Regions from separate parts of the Hordeum vulgare genome. Here regions 1 and 2 are each linked to region 3. A link is a contact called in public Hi-C data. All regions are on one chromosome and are shown on one strand. Each heading gives the region's core, a stretch centred on a gene start, on an enhancer-like site or on the middle of the called end of the contact. The rest is flanking DNA. Distances are from core to core; before and after follow the strand shown. Region 1 holds the start of LOC123425704 (F-box protein SKIP27-like). Region 2 has its middle 79 kb from the start of LOC123425704. Region 3 holds the start of LOC123429858 (NDR1/HIN1-like protein 1).

What was found. A called contact is a pair of places that touch in the nucleus more often than the background predicts.
Region 1: a Hi-C map of leaf shows a contact between it and region 3, with 4 times the contacts expected there. The contact joins the promoter of LOC123425704 here to the promoter of LOC123429858 in region 3. A contact is called at or near these places in 3 of 6 Hi-C or Micro-C datasets (leaf and seedling) and 1 of 1 datasets of contacts at active chromatin or transcription factors (embryo).
Region 2: a contact with region 3 is called in a Hi-C map of seedling, with 4 times the contacts expected there. The contact joins the enhancer-like site here to the promoter of LOC123429858 in region 3. A contact is called at or near these places in 1 of 6 Hi-C or Micro-C datasets (seedling) and 1 of 1 datasets of contacts at active chromatin or transcription factors (embryo).

Annotation. Positions count from the first base shown.
Region 1 is chr2H:167,767,133-167,769,874 of MorexV3_pseudomolecules_assembly, reverse strand. It overlaps LOC123425704 (F-box protein SKIP27-like), which reads left to right and starts at 1,440. Exons shown (of 4, transcript XM_045109417.1): 1 at 1,440-1,636; 2 at 2,172-2,450; 3 at 2,542-2,616. The coding sequence starts at 2,226.
Region 2 is chr2H:167,845,641-167,848,343 of MorexV3_pseudomolecules_assembly, reverse strand. No RefSeq gene overlaps it. Among protein-coding and RNA genes, the nearest start is that of LOC123425704, 79 kb to the right of the region's middle. Within about 2 kb of position 1,258, at least 3 of the 3 cell types and tissues checked have open chromatin away from gene starts, as enhancers often do. A contact at or near this core is called in seedling, where this site is marked.
Region 3 is chr2H:168,382,078-168,384,948 of MorexV3_pseudomolecules_assembly, reverse strand. LOC123429858 (NDR1/HIN1-like protein 1) reads left to right here and starts at 1,599. Exons shown (of 1, transcript XM_045113833.1): 1 at 1,599-2,850. The coding sequence starts at 2,001. The coding sequence ends at 2,648.

The DNA.
Region 1 (2,742 bases), core at 191-2,690, 610 kb after region 3:
GGGTGGTGGTTGGTCAAACCCACTTCATACTCCATGAGACGAAATCTGGGGTGGTTCCACTTGGACCCCGTCCCTGCGTTCAAACGCGACGTCAAAAAATAAGCACAAGCAGAGCAACGCTTTCGCCGGTCTTCAAACCTCAGAAAACTATATTGATACAAATACTCCTAACTAGTTTGTGGGGGTCGTACCCCTTTGTATGTACTACCCATAAAAAATGAAACTGAATTCTAAGAAGAAAAAAATGAGATGAAGGTCGTAGCATCGCCACAAAACTAACATTATATGTGAGCTCTACCGAGGAATCCAATGCACGTCTAGTGTCAGGGCTTCACGCATGCCATGCATTGTCTGTACCATCCACATCCATGGTTTTCTTAACTATTGGGAAATGGCATTTTGCTTGTAGTAACAATATTCTTTTTTGATTTATTTACCTGTTGAAAAGAATAAAATACATTCCCGTGAAGATAACGTGGCGGACTTTAAACCAGAGTATCTTAAGTGAAAATGTGTAACTAATTAGTTAGCATTTCTTGCGAGAGAATTACTCCATCCTTTTGTAAATATAAGTCTTTTAAACGATTTTACTAGATGTCTACATACAAAGTAAAATGATTAAATGTACACTCTAAAGTATGTCTATATACATCCGTATGTAGTTCACTAGTAAAATCTCTACAAAGACTTATATTTAAAAACGGAAGGAGTAGTTAGCATATGCCTAACGTAAAATATGTTAGCAAACGATATGCCCTAATTACATAGCGGTTAATTGGCTCATGGTGAGTAAATAAAAAAGTTCAAATCACGAGGAAACAACAAGCCGAATGTCTTGCAAGTGGCAGGATGGAAATCGTGTTTTTCTTGCCCACGAAGGTTCGTGCTAATCCACTTTCCCACTGATATGATTTTAGAAGCAATCAAAACGAGAAAAACAACCCCTAATAAAGTAGCTCCTCCCCCGACCGACCTGCGCCGACTTCCTAGCGGCCAATACCGATCTCAGCCACCACGTCACCAACCCCACCCCCTCCAACGGCTAGTTTCCAGATCGACGCGATCGCGCCACGTACCCCGATCCGCCACGCGTAAGGCCGCACCCCCGCCGTCCGATCCACGCGTTCAAGCCCCGCACGCGGTCGGGCGCCAACCCACCTCGATTTCGAAAAGATTATATCCGCGAATTCCCACCGTCCACACCCATGCCCACCTCCCCCACGCACACCGGCCGGTGGACCACCTCACTCGCTACCCCACCTTCCAGTGAAACATTCTGGCTGCGTTGGCGGCCAGGGCGTGAGCCGAAAAGATCTCCTGCCGGAGCACGACCCCCCAGCTTTGGATTCCTGGCGGTTCCTACAATTTTCTGGAAACACCCCTGCTGGAAGAGTTTTCGAGGTAGGTTCCCTCCCGAGTATAAATTCAGCCAGGGGTTGAGGTCAAGCTGTTCCCACATTCAACTCGTCAGGTCCTCCCAACACCATTACTTAGCAGGTAGGTTTGCTTAGAGTTCAGCCGACGTTTCTTCATCAGCCAAGCGCAATCGGATTAGGCACCAAGTGTACCGCGACTCCGGAGTGAAGGGATAGGAAGGAAGAGGAGGAAGGCTTCAGCCGAGACCCAAGGGAGGAAGGTGTGTGAGATCGATTACATCCACCTGCTCTGTTTCTTCTCAACCTGACCCCGATCGTGGGATCTCGTTTCCTTTCTCTGTTTTCGATGTCGGGATTGCTGTTCTGCTCCGGCCAATTGCGGCGAATTCGTGATGTTTATTTGGAATCGTTTATTTTGGGCTGGATTTTGCTCTGTTCCGATTGTTGCTCACGAGCTCTGCAAGCGGTTCAAGTAGTTCGCGGAATGTTGTTTCTCGGGGAATCTGTTTTGAAAGTGCGTTGAAGAGAAGACGGACTTCTTTTTTCTTCCGAAAATGCTTCAGGTTTCTGTTGGAGCTTATTGCTCCCACAGGCCACAGCCTCTAGAATTGGGGGTTTGTAGATTCCTATCGAAATGGCTGCTGGGGTGTTTCAGACGTTTCCAACAAAAATGCGATTAATAGTTGAGTTACTGTTGCAAAGTATACTTCTCTGATGGGGATTTTTCTTTCCTCTGTCTGGAATTCAATTTATTTGCTGCCGAATTAACCAGTTCTTCTCAATAATCCTGTGCAGATCTCATATCAGATAGGCAACTGCAGCAGTAGAGTTCACCAGGCGAAGGGGAAAATGGCAATTGGACAGACTATGCCGAAGGGGTCTCTTGCCACGAGCTTGAGCTTCCCAAGCAGCGGCAGCACAAGGATCCTGGGGAGGAAGAGGGTCGCCGTTTCTCCGGCTCCGAGCCCCTCAGGCCCGCACTCCCCGGTGCGCACTCTGCGCAAGCAGCGCAGCATTAGGTTCCACATGGACGACACCATCTGCCTTCTCGAATCGCTGCCTCAAGATGTCTTGGTAATTACTGCCCCAAACTCGCTAGTGTTCCCTTTGAAACCGGTTCTTGTTCTAGATATGTTGCTTATCCCAATTTGTTGGAACATTTCAGGTCAAAGTCCTGTGCAAGGTGAACCACAGCGACCTGAGGCAGCTCCTCCTTGTGTCGAAGCCAGTCAGCGAAGCAGTAAGCACCTCTGATCCCTCTCTGCCAAATCCAAAACCTGCAGTGAGATTCGTTGCCCCCTCTCTGCCAAACCCAAAACCTGCAGTGAAATTCGTTGCCTATGTATGTAGACTAACATTGTTCTCC
Region 2 (2,703 bases), core at 9-2,508, 540 kb after region 3:
TTTTTGGATAATGATATTATATTCCATCCCTGATGATTAAAAGTGTGATTCCCTTGGAATATTTTTCGTCCTGGTTGTATACCCTTTTTGTTCGGACATATATGGCTGGAGATATATTTCTTATGTGGGTAACATAAGCTGGCGCTGTGAAAATGCTGTAGATCAAAGGGTCCTGCAGTGTATCATGGGCGGTATCCTCCACACGTGAACTGATGTCGAAGTTGGAGTGCATCCGGCAAAAAGATTGAAAGCAAGAGCTAGAAACTCAAGAGTGCCGGACGGCCAGCCAAACTGCACTTTAATTCAGTGCCAAGTTAACCTCTTGTCTGGTTGCCGATATGTGCTATCCTATGGCAAACAAAGTTCAAATCAGTTTAGCTTATAGGACAGTTAACGGAAATGAATTACTTCTACCGAGGAGCCGAGATGGCATCGCCAGAGCGCAAGCGGAGAGAGATTCGGAGATACCGCACACACAGTGAACGCATTATTATACTCCAAGGGTACTATTTTCTCCGTGTCAAAATAATTTCTCGACTTTTCGGTATATAGCGTTTATATTCAGGGAGCAAAAACATGTCAGCACTGTTCCAAGTTGGATGTTGCATTCCCTGTTTTCCTGTTTTTGAGACAAATAATCCCTTAAGTGCAAACAAGTCAATCAGATAAGACGCCCATGATGGTGATTTCAAGGATCAACATTGGACTTTTTGTGAAAAATATACATCTTTTTTTTTTTGGCTTATAGAGCTTAAATCTAAATTTCATCAATCAAAGTGAATTATGAATGAATGTCATTAGTTTTAACTAACCAATTAAATATTTTTTACATATTTGATTTCTCAAACAGTAAATATAGCATTTTATTTTTATTAGTCTTGCATGATGCATGTAGAAAATAATGCATTCATAGCCTTTTTTTTTTATGAATTGGATATGATGTGAGATTGAAAGAACTTCAACTCATCTAGACTCAAAAGAAGCCTAATGTATTAGGTTTTTTAAAATATAAACGCTATAAACCGAAAAGGAAAAAGTATTAAGAATGAGCCAAATAAAATCGAGTGTTTAAAACAGTCAACATGGACTGGACGGATGGTCTACATAACAATGGACTAGATACAAATGGCGCATGACAGGGAGCCAAGAGAAAAAAAAAAAGAAGCTCGTGCAATTAGGTGCGGACAGTCTGTCCTCGCGCACGGAAGCTCGGGAGCTCGTTCCGGGGCCCGGGAGCTCGTTCGGTCCATCGGCATGGATGGCCGCTGAGCTGTCCGCCTACTTTTTCGCGTTCATACAGGTCGCACCGTGGTCCGCATCAGCCCGTAGCACAATAATTCGGTCTTCGGCCTACTGCATGACGAGAGGGATGGATTTGCTTCCGCGAGACGAGCAGCAGTGCTTCCTAAAAAAAAGTGTATTTTTCTTTTTTCATGAGAGATATGGTTTTTTTTTTATTAAAGCCTATCAACATGATACCTAGTTTAAAAGTTTCTACGCGATAAATCCAACAACAAAAACGATTCAAAATTTGAATACATTAAAAATAGAATATTTTAAATAAATAAATCTATGAAAAAAATCTTTTAAGACAAGTAATGCACATGCAATGCGTCAATTGCCACAACATGAGATGGTAAAAATGACCTTACAAAAAGTGATTCTTAAATACTAATCTCGCACTACATGGCCCCGCCGACATGAGATCGATATATATTTTTTCAAAAGAAAAATATCGATATATGTCTTGGGCAGCCGGACAGTTCCCCTCGCCAGCAGCTTAGACCAACATATACCCTCCCCTCGCCAGCAGCCTCTGACTGTAGCAACGTTTCTGCATTCTGCATCCTTTTTCGTTGTTTTATTTTTATTTCGGTTTCTATGTTTTCTTTCAGTTTGTATTTTTAGTTTTTTCTTTGGTTTCTTTCTTGGCCTCCTATTGTTTTTCTTTTCTAGTTTTCTTTGTGTTTGTAACACAAGTCTACGTTTTTTCTATACATCAGATTTTTTAGTACATGATTTAAATTTCCAAATACATGATTAATATTTCTAAAAATAAATATTATGATACCTATTTTTATTTTCATACGCATTACATTTTTTATACATATGGAACACTTTATAATCATTTATATATTTTTAATACATTATTAAATGAATTGTATATTTTCAAATACATTATTTTTAAAGATTTTACATATTTCTATACAGTAGGAACATCTTTATACAGATTAAAAAAATTTAAATACAAGACTACAATTTCTTATATGCGTTGAACATTTTTCAAGTACATAATTAACATATTTTTAGATATATGTTCGGATGTCTACTTTTTTCTTATAGATTAAACATTTTTTGTATAGTCAAATATTTTTTATGTATTGTACTTTTTTCTATACATGAAAACCCAATTTTTCTGCATGTTCAATATACTCCAGTACCTGCTGCTCTGGCGCACCGCCCAAAACGTCACGCTTCACGACCAGCCGGATCAACTCATGTGGAGATGGACCCCAAGCAGAACCTACTCCGCGCGCAGCGCCTACCTAGCGACCTTCCACGGCTCCGTTGCGTGCGACTCCTCGCAACTAACCTGGAGGAGCTGGGCTCCCCCGCGCGTCAAGTTCTTCCTATGGCTCGTCAGCTTGGACCGGTGCTGGACTGCGGATAGGCTGCGCCGCCACGGCCTACAGCACCATCAGC
Region 3 (2,871 bases), core at 350-2,849:
CTCCTCTGATGATTCTTCGCTCCGGTATTTCTTATTTTCTCAGGAAAAATAATCAAAAAAATTCAAACGATTCTGAAAAACTTTTATTTTCAAAAAAAAACAGCACCACGGTAATTCTACTGAAAACAACATTAGTCCAATTAATTCTTATATGTAAAATACATCAAAGTCATATAAGTATATTATAAATATAGATAAATATTACTTACATAAGTATTTTATAAATTATCAATATGCTGGATACATATGATGGGCATCCCCTCGCCTTAATTCAATCAAACATGGTCAAGTCACATCAGCCCGTAAACATACCTAAGAATTTACGTGGATGTAGCATCTCTCCTCGGAGACACACATTGTCCGAAGTATCTTGACACTCGTGTGCATGATCAAGAAGGCTTGAGATAATCACCGGTGTTTCGCATAAACCGTACCGCGTAGCCAGATAATGTTGTTCCCCGTCGAAGTACTTGCCGATCGAATTACCAGAAGGTCGGTTGAGACGTTGCTTTCCTTGCGTCCACCCCATCCATACCAAGATCCGACCAAAAACACTTTTACGCATGCAGTGCAGTACTGCACTCGTTAGCTATCATCTCCAGTGATTTCTAAAGCCATTAACACGTACGTGCTCTGTTGGATAGCGTGGATCGCTCACTCACTGAAGAGAGCAAGCTACACACCGCAGTACCCAAAGTAAAGAACAGAGAGTAGAGCGTAGAGCCACGACCAGCAAAAAAAAGAAAGAGAAAAGAGAGAGAGCCATAAGCCAAACTGCACAAGCACCATCTCCGGCGCTGCTGTGTCGGCTTCTTCGCGTGGCTCGTCGTCTACCTGGCGCTCCGCCCCACCAAGCCTTCATGACCAAACGTGGACATAAAAGTATGTCTGCTAGCCACAACCAAAACTAATACATGTTCCGTTTCAAAAAATAAAAAAACCAATACAGCAGGAAATGCAACAAACTACCATCTGGCTTTGGTTGCTCTTAACAAAAAAATAAAACCTTTACAATGGGGTCAGAAATAATTCAGAAGTTGATTACAAACACAGCCTGGCTTCGATGCCGGTGGCTCTGACCATGTGCCAAGCGAAGCTAAAGAACGGAAAAGGTTCAATGGTAGGTGGTATATGCATATCCATCAGCTACGGATGCCGCCTACCCTTAGCTAGAAAGGTTCGTGAAATATTCGTATATGCATAAAGTTTCACCTAAATCCATATTTGCGTACTCAGTGGAAGCCGGTGACTCTCGCATGGGTTTGCTCACGTTAAATATGAAGCAAATCGCGCTGGATAGAGGGGACATCGACTCGGGAGTTGGAGAGCGGCGGTGGGTGTAGGGCTCTTGATTGCAGCTATGCATGATTTCATATGATGCGCCGCACACCCTGGTTGTGTACTACATTCACGCCCATCCCCGCCAGAAGACAACAGCACCCGAGCAGCAGCGGCCCATAACTTCGATTTTTTTTCTGCTAACTGTGTCATTCTAGAGCACGCAATTTTACTACGTACTGTATTTTCTCTTTGACAATGACAGCCTCGCCACCTCAGCTAAAATATTGGCGGGAATCAGTCAGATCTGCCACCATTAGTCTGCTTCCTTATGGTTCCGTAAATAAAGATTGATGTCAACATAGCCTGATAAGGCGATCGAGCGGTGGTACACATGGCCTTGTCAAACGCAACTGCATTGCTAAGTTTTGTTTTAACGAGTGCTTGATCAAACGGGACTCACTACATGATCACCAAGCTGCATCAAACAGGAGAATAAAGGAAGAATCTCAAAGCGCACGCGCATGCGGGCGCAAGTTACTCCCCGATCGAATTAGCAGAAGAATCTTCTTCGGTTGAGACGTTGCTTTCCCTGGCCTCCACGCCCCATCTTCCTATACTTTTAAAGCCATTAACACCCACTGAAGAGAGTAGCTAGCGAGCCACTGCACGCACACCCACCAGCCACCAGTCACACAGAGCACAGCACAGAGAGCAGAGCCATGAGCAAGGAGAAGCACCACAGACACGAGCACCACCTCCGGCGCTGCTGCGGCGGCTTCGCCGCGTGCCTCCTGGCGCTGGTCGTCGTCGTGGCATTCATTGCGCTCGTCGTCTACCTTGCGCTCCGCCCCACCAAGCCTTCCTTCTACTTGCAGGACCTGCAGCTCCGCTCCATCAACCTCGGGGATCCCTCCCTCTCAGCCACCGCGCAGGTCACGCTTGCCTCCCGCAACCCCAATGACCGCGTCGGCATCTTCTACAGGCGCCTCGACGTCTTCGTCACCTACCGCGATGAGCCCGTCACCGTGCCGGTCTCCCTGCCGCCCATGTACCAGGGACACCGGGACGTCACCATCTGGTCCCCCGTGCTGTCCGGGGAGTCCGTGCCCGTCGCCGGATACGTCGCCGAGGCCATGAAGCAGGACATCGCCGCCGGGTACGTGTCGCTGCTGGTCAAGATCGACGGCCGCGTCAAGTGGAAGGTCGGGAGCTGGGTCTCCGGCAGCTACCACCTCTTCGTCAGCTGCCCCGCCATGCTCGCCGCCGGCCCCGGTGGCATGCCGCTCGGGGGTGGCCTCAACGGCACCGGGGGCGCCGTCGCGTCACTGAAATTCACGCAGCCGACAGGGTGCACCGTCGGCACGTGATAGAATGGACCGCGCATACGGTCGCATGTTCGTACTGTAAGTGGAAGAAACTACTACGTAGCAGGATACTTCTTCTCTTCGTGTCTCTAAACAATTTCTATTTATATATTGTAGTAATATAAGTTGTCTAAAGCTCTTAATTTTTGTATGTCTCGTTAATCGGAGAATAAACTGTGTTGATGTATGCATTTCAATTTTGGAATTCATAGATGCAATTCCTATT